Regions from separate parts of the Oryctolagus cuniculus genome. Here region 2 is linked to region 1. A link is a contact called in public Hi-C data. All regions are on one chromosome and are shown on one strand. The core of a region is the stretch at or near the end of the contact, and the rest is flanking DNA. Distances in the headings are between cores, read along the strand shown. Region 1 has its middle 26 kb from the start of RMDN2. Region 2 has its middle 76 kb from the start of RMDN2.

What was found. A called contact is a pair of places that touch in the nucleus more often than the background predicts.
Region 2: a Hi-C map of embryonic fibroblasts shows a contact between it and region 1, with 4 times the contacts expected there. The contact joins two enhancer-like sites. A contact is called at or near these places in 5 of 6 Hi-C or Micro-C datasets (ear pinna, embryonic fibroblasts, psoas muscle and 2 more).

Annotation. Positions count from the first base shown.
Region 1 is chr2:164,866,099-164,871,230 of mOryCun1.1, forward strand. No RefSeq gene overlaps it. Among named protein-coding and RNA genes, the nearest start is that of RMDN2, 26 kb to the left of the region's middle. Within about 2 kb of position 1,678, at least 1 of the 8 cell types and tissues checked has an H3K27ac peak or open chromatin away from gene starts, as enhancers often do.
Region 2 is chr2:164,916,717-164,922,266 of mOryCun1.1, forward strand. No RefSeq gene overlaps it. Among named protein-coding and RNA genes, the nearest start is that of RMDN2, 76 kb to the left of the region's middle. Within about 2 kb of position 2,790, at least 2 of the 8 cell types and tissues checked have an H3K27ac peak or open chromatin away from gene starts, as enhancers often do.

The DNA of each region.
Region 1 (5,132 bases), core at 428-2,927:
TGGATTATAGCGGTTCTTCCCCCCCATAACAACCCTCCCACCTGCAAACCATCCCATCTCCTACTTCCTCTCCTATCCTATTCTTCATTAAGATTCATTTTTAATGATCTTTATATACAGAAGATTTTGATGCTATTTTCACTCTTTTCTTAGCAATTACATGAAGCATTAATCCGCTAGTCTGAAGTACTAAAGCATGCGCAGCACTCACGTTTAGTAAGAAATAATCAGAACTTGCTTTTACTGGATCTTTGACTCAATGTGTTTTCTTTCAAATATTTCTTCTGACTTTCAGCTTATTATTTTTATTTCTTATGTGTGAATGCCCCTTAATTTGGTTGATTGCTTCATTATTCATTATTTCTCTGAAGATCACACATTATAGTTTTATACTTTATTTTTACTATGGTTATAAAATCTAAAGAGATCATACTTCAGAGGAAAACTACTATAATATATAGCAGAAACCTTGCTTTCTGTTTCTTGGAATCTCTTCTGTCTTCATCATGTTGTTGCTGATCACTACCACATTCAGTAAACTGCCTTATCTTGATGCACACACATACAAAAGACATGAGATACACATGTGTTTATACACACATGCATCATACATGCAGTGTTTGGCTAGTGTATTGTTAAATTTTGAAAATTTGCATTTTATTTATTTCCACAGTTTTTGGAGATTTTATTTATTTGAAAGGCAGAGTTACAGAGAGGCAGAAGCAGAGAGAGAAAGAGAGAGAGAGGTCTCCCATTCACTGGTTGATTCGCCAAATGGCCACAATGGCTGGAGCTGCGTCAATCCACAGCTAGGAGCCAGGAGCTTCTTCCAGGTCTCCCACGTGGATGCAGGGGCCCAAGGACTTGGGCCATCTTCCACTGTTTTCCCAGGCCATAGCAGAGGGCTGGATCAAAAGTGGAGCAGCCGGGACTAGAACCGGCGCCCATGCGGGATGCTGGCACTGCAGGAGGCAGCTTTACCCTATACTCCACAGCTCCAGCCCCTCCACATTTTCTATAATGATCATGTAGTTCTTGAAGTAAAAAAATATGATTGATTAAAAAAAGAAGCCCAAGGAAGCTTATTTCACCAGTTATGAACTAGAGTTAAAAATAAGTAATAAATATCTAAGTTCTAAACTCTTTTAGTTAAAAACATTCATTATAAATTTTAAAATATGGTTAACCAAAAACTAAAATGGTCATGACAATAACAAGTTAGGGGGCCAGCACTGTGGCATAGTGGGTAAAGTTGCCACCTACAGTGCCAGCATCCCATATGGGTACTGGTTTGAATCCCGGCTGCTCCACTTCCAATCCAGCTCTCTGCTATGGCCTGGGAAAGCAGTCCTTGGGGCCCTGCACCCATGTGGGGGACCTGGAAGAAACTCTGGATCCTGGCTTCAGATAGGCACAGCTCTTGCCACTGTGGCCAATTGGGGAGTGAACCAGCAGATGGAAGACCTCTCTCTCTCTCTATCTCTTTCTCTGCCTCTCCTTCTCTCTTTGTGTAGCTCTGACTTTCAAATAAATAAATAAATCATAAAAGAAAGAAAATAATAAGTTAGAACCCCACATGCTGACATTTTTTTCAAAGCCTCCTGCTTCTTATTGACCACTTGTCCTACCATCTCCATCTAGTTGGAAGCTCTTGCCTTCTGTGACTCATTGTGTGAGTGAGTCAGCACCTGTACAGGTCTCTACCTGTTCACCGAGGTGGCTTTATACACCACATACTTGAGTGTTACAACAATGTCAAATCCATGAAAGTGTCTACATTTCTGCTGTCAACGTCCATACTTACCGCACCTTATACGGGCACAGAGTTCTCTGCAGGCCGTGCCTTGAGTTGCACTGACGTACAGTTTCACACTTCCTCATTCTGGGGAAAAAACACAACATGACTAAATGACTGAATTTTCCTTTTTCTGCTTGGCTGTTTCTGAAAAACCCTAACCCTCCTCTCACAACACACACACACACACACACCAAGCCTGAGAAGGTATACAGAATAGACCTAATCTCTTAGGTTCTTCCTCCCTCCCTTTCCCTTCCCTACACTCTCCTGGGGCTCAAGGGAAAGACTTTCCTCTTACTTCTTTATTTCCAGTATGGACTTCTATGGTCCTGTCATATGTTAAAGAAGGTGATCAAGGATTGGTAACAACTTTCTCTCTCTGAATAATGCTTGGCTCTTAAGCTTAGTGTTTTGCTACAAAATCCCATTTTGAATAACTAAAGCTGTGACTCAAAATATCGGTCATTTCCCACTTTGCATCCCTGCTCTAACAACCTTACTCCTAGATACAGCTGATAGCCCAGGCTGCCTAGGGAGAGAGGCGTGCACAGGCTCCTGCCTCTCAGTTGACATCCAAGAAGGCCTTGCAGGGCACGCTCCAGACCATGGTGTACTGCGGGTGTTTTGCCAGCACCAGCCACCTGGGGCGGCACTCACAGCTCTCTGAGGACCCTGTCTGGCTGTCTGTCATGATCACTGTTTCCTGCCTTAATGCTCCAGCTACAGTAGTTCTGGGCTTTGGTCTTTCATCTCTTCCTGCCAGTTGCCACCAGAGACACTCTGACCCACCACAGGAAGTCTCCAGTGTGTGAATGGTCTGTGTTCGGAACATCCATAAGTGTAGCATTGGAAACCCAGAACTCATTTTTCTGCAGGCAGAACATTAGAAGTGTGTGTTGAGTCTCTAGGTCAACCCACAAAGGTGCATTCAATCTCTGCCACAGGTAATGAATTCCCCCTTTGCTCCTTTTATGTATCAAAGAATTATAGAATGTCAGAGCTGAAACAGCATTTAGAACATTGTGTTGCAGTCTGACAACGGAGCTGTTTTCCACTGGATTCTATTACAGATGTCCTCCATTCTAGGTACATTAGACATTAAGTAGGATTCTGTGGTCTAGCCTTAACACCCAATCACTCTTTACAACCTGTAAATCAAACAGTCATAAAGATGGGATGGCTTTGCCACAGAGAACCTCTCCTTTCTGTCTTTCCGTTCCCACTGCAAGTATCAGATCTCTGTAAATGATGTCCCTACATCTCTGCACACAGACATGGCCCATGCGTACGCACTTGAAATCAATGCAGTCCCAGGGGCCACCAGCAAGGAAACCAAATGCCTCAGGATTCAGAGCCACGCCTGTGCTATGACACAACATAACTGACTTTGAATCAGAGGGAGGATTGGATTTGAATGTGGTTCTCACTTGACTGTGTAGCCCGGGAATGGAACCAGCTATCCCAGAGTCTCCATCCTGCAGGGCTGTTGGGCAAAAAGCTCCCAGCACACCTTGAGACTTCAGCAAACGCCATCGAACAACAGATCGAACATCCTGTGTTCTATGTATCTAACTTAATTTAGAAACCATTATGGGCATAATTATTCATAGTTTGCAGTTGGGAAGACTGAGGGTAAGAGAACCCTGCAGTTACAAGGTGGTTGAGCTGGGATGTATTCCCATGTTTGCCCTCTGATCATAAGCGTTGCATAAATAATTATGTTTTAACATCATATGATTATTCCTAAGAGTGTTATAATATAAAGTAAAAATCTTGTACCAGAGTCTATATTTCTCAGTTAAGTTCTGGAATCTAAAACTATCTCTTCTTTAAGGCCGATTTTCATTGACAGCCTGTTACATAACAGCTTGATTTTATTTTTTGACAGTAGATGGCGCTGATGATTGTCAAAAGAGACAAAGATTCCGGTGTCCACTACCTCCTTTCCTTAGCAACTAAAGCATGCAGGCGAACACACACGCGCACATACAGCCCACCACCACCACCACCAACAACAACAACGACAACCAAACCAAAACCCCAGTGAAAAGGAAATAAATAATTTCATTCTAGTGAAGGGTTGAAATCAGGTTCAGATATGACATGTAATTGAATTGGGTGTATTGCAATCCATGTGCATTGTATTTAGGACTGCAGGGGACATCTGAGCTATTTCCCAAATTTCCTTGTGAGGATTAAAAGAAAATATATTAAACTTTGATTATCCAGACAAACAATAAATTCGGAGTCCTCTGGAAGACAAATTTAATATTTGCACTGTAATTTTAGGAAGAGATGAATATTAAGACAACTATGAATTTAACTGATAAAAGCCCACACACCTATGACTTCCAGAGTCCTGCAGAGGGCTAAGGCCAGAGGAATATGGTGGTCACAGTGAAAACAAAACAAAATCAATTAATTCTAGGACCTTTGGGAAAGTTGCCTAAAGTCTCAAGACCTAAGTTTCCTCATTTGTAAGACTGAAATGTTTCTTGCCTCATTCAAACTGCAAACACCTTAGAATGACACGTTCTTTCCAAATCAACCCTTCTTCATCTTTAGCACACCTTCAACCCAACCTCCTATAGGTGAAACTATGACACCAGGAAAACTGAGACACTCAAGTGCTCAATTCCCTCCTCTGCTGAACAACAATCTGATAACCTTCAGGGTATTAATCATACATAAGAAAAGGGACTCAGGTATTTTCAAGCACAAACAGAGATTAGATAAACATTCAGCTACCTAGGACATTGAATAAAAGAACACTTGAACCCAAAGTCTTTAACTGAAGCAGCCTTTATTTCTTGCCCTGTCTTTGCAGGCGTGTGTGTGCCTCTGCACGAAGTGGCAGGGAGCCCGTGACTGTGGGAGTGCAGACACTGAGCATACGTGGCCGAGTATTTGTAAGCAGCAGAGATGCTCACAACCCCAAAGAAGCCTATTTGAAGGCTACGCGTTGGCTTTCATGAGAGGCAGAGCTAAAGTCTCTGCTCTTCCTTTAACAAGACAATCCCAAATACTCGCTGGGGCTGATGGGGTGTGCCTTTTCTGCTACAGCAGCCCAAGCCTCTGTGGCACCTGCTGCTGCTATTCCAAGCGCATTGCAACCCCTCTCCCTCCTCCCCGCGCAGGAGCCCTCGGGGTTAGCGTCAGCGTCTCAGTTCCAGTGGGGAGCAACCTGGTTCCATGTTCCACTACTTGGGGACTTAATGTACCCTGTCTGTGCCCAAACAGTGATAGCCCAGCTTCTAAAAGCACAGGGGGCAGACCCCTGGCCCCTGCTTTTACAGATTCCAGCAGCCTCAGGAAGGGAGGCAAGGGTTTGGGG
Region 2 (5,550 bases), core at 1,540-4,039, 52 kb after region 1:
CCAAGGTCCCACAGCTATTCCATCCGAGAGAAGGAGCCAGAACCGGGGTTGTTTCCTCTGAGTTGGGTAACTGGCTCTTACCAACCTCATAGAGGGGACCATGCCTGAGACCTGAGCACAGGCCCCAGTTACTCATCAGTGCCAAGATGAACAGATAGTGTGTGATGCATGGGCATATGTCACTCAGGTCAAAATCCTGCTTCCTGCCTGCCTGCCTGCCCTTAAATGTCCTAGCACCTTGTCCACCTACCCTTTGCTACCACCTGTTTTCCTTCATGGATCCCACAGGAGGAAAAGCCACAACACACACACACACACACACACCCTTTCTCTCCTCAACTCCCACCACTGAGAATCAGGCACAGTCTTTCTGTTTTATGGAGTTCACTGCTGCTGTGGTTTAATAATCAAGGGGGAAAATAAGGTAAATTAACAGAGTTAGAGATGCTTCTAGTTGCTAGAGAATTCAAACACAATGACAATCACTTTGCTGGAACTATAACTCTTAAGTGCTTTAGTAGGGCCTCACCTACTAGATGCTGGGTTGGTGCTACACAGCCTCAGTGTTGTTATATTTACTCGTGCCCATTTGGCTTCATTGAAACAGACCAAGTATCTGAAGCCAGGCTTTCCGACTCCTTGACTAATGCTCTGTGTCACCAGGTTGCAACGCTCAGAATAATCAGTGTGTGGAAAAGAGAGGTTGTGAACTTGGAGGTAGTTGTGGTTGTGGGATTAACACAAGTGAGACAAATGGCATCTTATCAGTTGTTCAGGCAGGGTCATCCAGCGCCAGCTCCTGAATGGGTGCTGGGAAGTGCAAGGCTAAGACTGAATGAACGTATTGCTTGTCTTATATGAGCAGAGAAGCTGCAGATGTGTTTGGCTGGAAGGAAAAGATCCATAGGAGAGGGGCAAGAGATCACTCACTTGTTCTGCCATTTTGCCAGTAGGGGACATAGTTTTTCTGTTTGGGTCCTGAGTGAAGGAGGACATAGTGAGAGAGGAAGATCTAGGAGCTCCAGAGGGGCTTGGGGGCTGGGAAGGGCAGAAAGGGCATTGTCCCTGGCTTTGGGCTATGCCCCTGACTACATCAATATTTTAGTCAAGAAGTCACTTGACCAAACCCCCTGCCTCCAAGCTATGCTCTCTTCCTTGCTCCAATGAGCAGTGCTCCATCAAATCCCATCTCTAACTGAGAGCCCCAGCAATGCCCAGGGAGTCTGTCTTGTGCCCCTCAGCTCCTTGCTGAAAAGTCTTTTCCCAAGACTCCCCTTGTCAGGGGGACGCCTTGCCCGCCCCCGGGCCCCTGGGCTGGCCATGTGCAGTCTGTCTTTGTCCTCCCATCGCTTCAGTGTGGTGCTTGGTCTTTGATGCAGGGGCTGACCCCGCGTGCTGTATCACTGCGAGCCGAGCACGGCCAGGGCAGTGACTTACAGCAGATGCTTCGTCTTCTGTTCTTTCTATTAGGGGTGTGATTTAGAAGCAGAATGTTTATAGAATGACCCAAGGAATTTCAACTGTCTCTGGAAAACTGTGTGGGAGTGAAACCCAATGGACACAGAATGATGCCTTCTGGGTTCCAGCCAAATGTTTGCACTTGTTTAAACAAGTCTCTGGGCTCACCTTCGACTGTTTATTGTAAACTCACCACTTCATCACAGACGCTGGCCCCCTGGGAAGGGAGTGGTGACAACTAAATGAGCATCTCATTTGTTTTTATGGAGAAAGCACTTAACAGGGATGATGTGCAAATTCCGTATTCAGTGACTTCTTGACCAAGCACCTTAAAAGGCTGTGTGGCTTCCCCCCTGCATCGTCCCTGGGAGGATAGGGGAGGATCCTGACAGGTGAATTGGATTGAAATGCTGAGGTACCAGGCAGAAGAGCAACTTCGTGTCAATGGGTAATAGCTTAAGGCAGGTCTGTGGAAGGTGGCTCCGCATGGTAGAAAGCTATAGGATTTGTTGTTCCTATTTCCTCATCTGAAAAAAAAAAATACTCGTCAGGGCTATTACAAAGATTAAATTATAAATGTGTGTAAAGAGAAGGGTAACAATTATTCCTGTTTTCAGTTGGTATAACACAATATCCGAGAAGGAGTACTTGTAAAGGGATCTATTTAGCACACAGATCTGGAAATTTGAGAGTCTGGCATCAGCATCTGTTGGCTCTGGTGGAGGCCCCTCTGGCTGTCACAACCTGGCAGAGGGCATTATGGTGGGAGTGGGTGAGAGGAGAGATCCCAGAGCAAGACAGGGCCAGGCCTGCTCTTCTGGAGCAACTCACTCTCAGGGGCTCACTAGGTCCCACAGGAACTGCCTTCATCCAAACCATCCAGGGCACATCCCCCTGTGAGTTTGCCACATCCTAGTAGGCTCCACTACTTAAAGCACCCACTGTCTCAACACCACCATACTAGGGACCAGGTTTCCATACACAAACTTTTGGGAGCCAAGCTCAATCCTATAGCAGTCATGGGTTTTGTGCGGGACTTTTGTTTGCTTGGTTCTTGTTTGCTTGCTTTGTTTTATGTTTTGCTTTGTGACAGATTTCTTGCCAACATTATGACCTCAGAAAGGAAGAGAGTGGCTTCTGCCTCAGGACAGAGAAAGGCAGCGCATGGACAGGAAGGAGAATGGAAACCTCAGAAAGAATTCTAAGAAGGCAGAGATTTTTACTACAGATGCAAGGGGGAAAAATGTTCAATTGTTTTCTGTCTGTGAGATTGTGGCAGCCAAGACTGAGTAGAGGAATACAGGGGAAAAGATGGAGAATTTTTGCAACTCAGGAGTAACCATGGAAACAGTAAAAGGTCTGTTTTACTCCAAAGAAGAACCTAACATTTGTGTTTACATGAGAAGTGTTGGAAAATATCCCTACCATCCTCAACTGATTGACTGTACCTTTAAAAGCTTAAAGGTTAAAACTAATTAAAAGCAAGCCAGTGACTCTTCCAAAAACGAAACAAAACAAAACCTGAAGGTAATCTAAAACAGAGATTCCCTGGGCAGAGATGGAGAAAATCCTATGTGGTTTCTGAAGAAGTCGTGTGTTAAACTTGACCTCTTAGGTGGGGAGCAGAAAAGGCAAGGTGGTTGCACAATGATCTGGGATAAACCATTGCTTTTCTTCACAAAGGAGGCCAGCTTCTAGGAATTCCTTGGTTTCCTGGGGCCTAGAGGAGATTCTAGCTGCCCCACGTGAAGCTGTAACATGGAGATAAACAGCCCCCACCATGGCTATGGGGTAGACCGTATCTAGGTATGGAGGAGGGAGGTCATCTTCTATAGTACCAATAAGCTCTATGGTGGATGTCAATGAAGCTCTAGTGAATGTCTAGCTGACTGTCCAAAGACCAGTAAACGCTGCATGGCAGAGCCAGAGTCAGATGGCACTGTACCCAATATCAGACCACTTGAAATGACCAGCAGGTGGAGCCAGCAGTCAACAGACAAGGAGTTCCATTGGCCATGGACTTTAGCCATGGACATCAGACAGGTGCACAGGATACAGACCTAGCCAACCACATGGAGTCAGTAACCCAGTTGGTGAACCTTCTCATCACCATGAGGACACACAGACTTCACTCTTCAGCCAGATGCCATCTTGGTTGGAGGCAGAACCTAAGGATTAAGTATTTTTCCAGAGAGATTTGTATTACTCTAAAGATCTAGATTTAGGAGACTATTTTGAATTCAGAGGTTCCTGTAAATGGAAAATTTTCTATCCCCTAACTCCCCACCACCCTCTAGCCCAGTAGAATAAGTACTTATCAGGATTTGTTGCATGGATTAGTTACAGAAAAATAAAGAGTTCCAACTGTCTTATAAGCTATTATATCCTAACCTGTGTCATCACAGACAGGAGATAGTGCATGTGAATTGTCTTAAACATGACAAAAATATCAAAACAGTGTAGAGCCCTGCGAAAGGAAAATTTCCTCATTCGTGATGTAGTAAATACCATTACACAGATTAGAAAGAAAGCTTGTACATATTTATTGTTCACAATTGATTCTACTTGTAACACAGAAAGAAATGAAAAATGAAAAGAGTTCATTATGTGTGTTAGCTTGTGTTTCCCACTGAACATATTTAAGATTTTTCCCCAATACCCCACAAGTATGAGAGGGATGAAAATATAGCAGTGTCCCTTTTCCAGTTTGATATCATCTGTGTTGCTTGTGATTCTTTTAAATAGATTTATTTGAAAGGCAGAGCAAGTGTGAGAACGAGGGTGAGAGGGACAGCTCCCATTCACTGGTTCTCTCCCCAGATGGCAGCAATAGCCAAGTCTGGGACGAGGCTGAAGCCAGCAGCAGAATTCCACGCAGGTCTCCTGCATGGGTGGCAGGAGCCCAAGCACTTGGGCCATCATCACTGCCTTCCCAGGTGTGTTAGCAGGGTGCTGGATCAGCAGCAGAGCAGCTGGGACTGAAACTCCAACCTGGGATGCTGGTGTCACAGGTGGCAGCTTAACCTGCTGCACCGTGAGGATACATGGTTCCTAGTTGTAATGTTTTCATCCTTCTCCCATCTAATGCTTCAGCCTTGGGGCTATTATCTTAGCCAACTGCAAATCATTTTTTGCTACTTCCTCTTTACCACTTTGCTTCAATTTTTTCCTAATTATTTTGTCATTCTTTTTATTTAATTGGTACAAATGCCCTTTGGGAGATGAATTATTACTTCTACTTTGCAGAGGAAGAAACAATGGATCAGCAGTTAAGAGAAGATATTCCTAAATATTTAATGCACATAAAAATGATGAGTTTGGTCTGAGCCACCATCCTTATTAAATGCATGATTCCTAAAGGGGGCCAGACTGCCACCACTACAATGCAACCTTTACAACTTAAAGGTTAAAACTAATTAAAAGCAAGCCAGTGGCTCTTCCAAAAATGAAACAAAACAAAACCTGAAGGTCATCTAAAACAGAGATTCCCTGGGCAGAGACGGAGAAAATCCTATGTGGTTTATGAAGAAGTCGTGTGTTAAACTTGACCTCTTAGGTGGGGAGATAGTGAAGCTGTGCCCTACCCTGGCCTCTCTGGTCATGGACCTCTGGGGATTAAGCTGAGATGGAGAAAGGAAATACGTCTGCCCATTCCACCTGCTCCCTTTGGAATTGTACCCAGAGAAGACTACCAACCAGGGCTAGGAAATGACCCGTTTTGAGATGACTGACTTTCCTATCCAAGTAACAAAAATATGCATGCAGTCCTTTCCCGAAAGAACCACAACCTTTTTTTCTGTAATCAAAGCTGAAGGTGAGAACTGGACTCAACACGAAACTGTCCGGGGTATGAAGCGAATCTCAACCCAGCAACGTGGCTTCGAAGGCGTCTGGGCGGGCCCAGGCTTTCTCCAGGTCTGAATTCCACCTCGGGGGTTGTGACAGCGATGGTGGCGATGGTGTGCTAACGTTTCCTTTATACCGTGCTTGTTCAGAGTTTTAAGTACATTAGTGCTAAGCTTTGCAATTCAAACCTATCTCCGTCACCTAGAAATCCATGACGTGGGAAGAAATGTGGGACTGATCCCTATC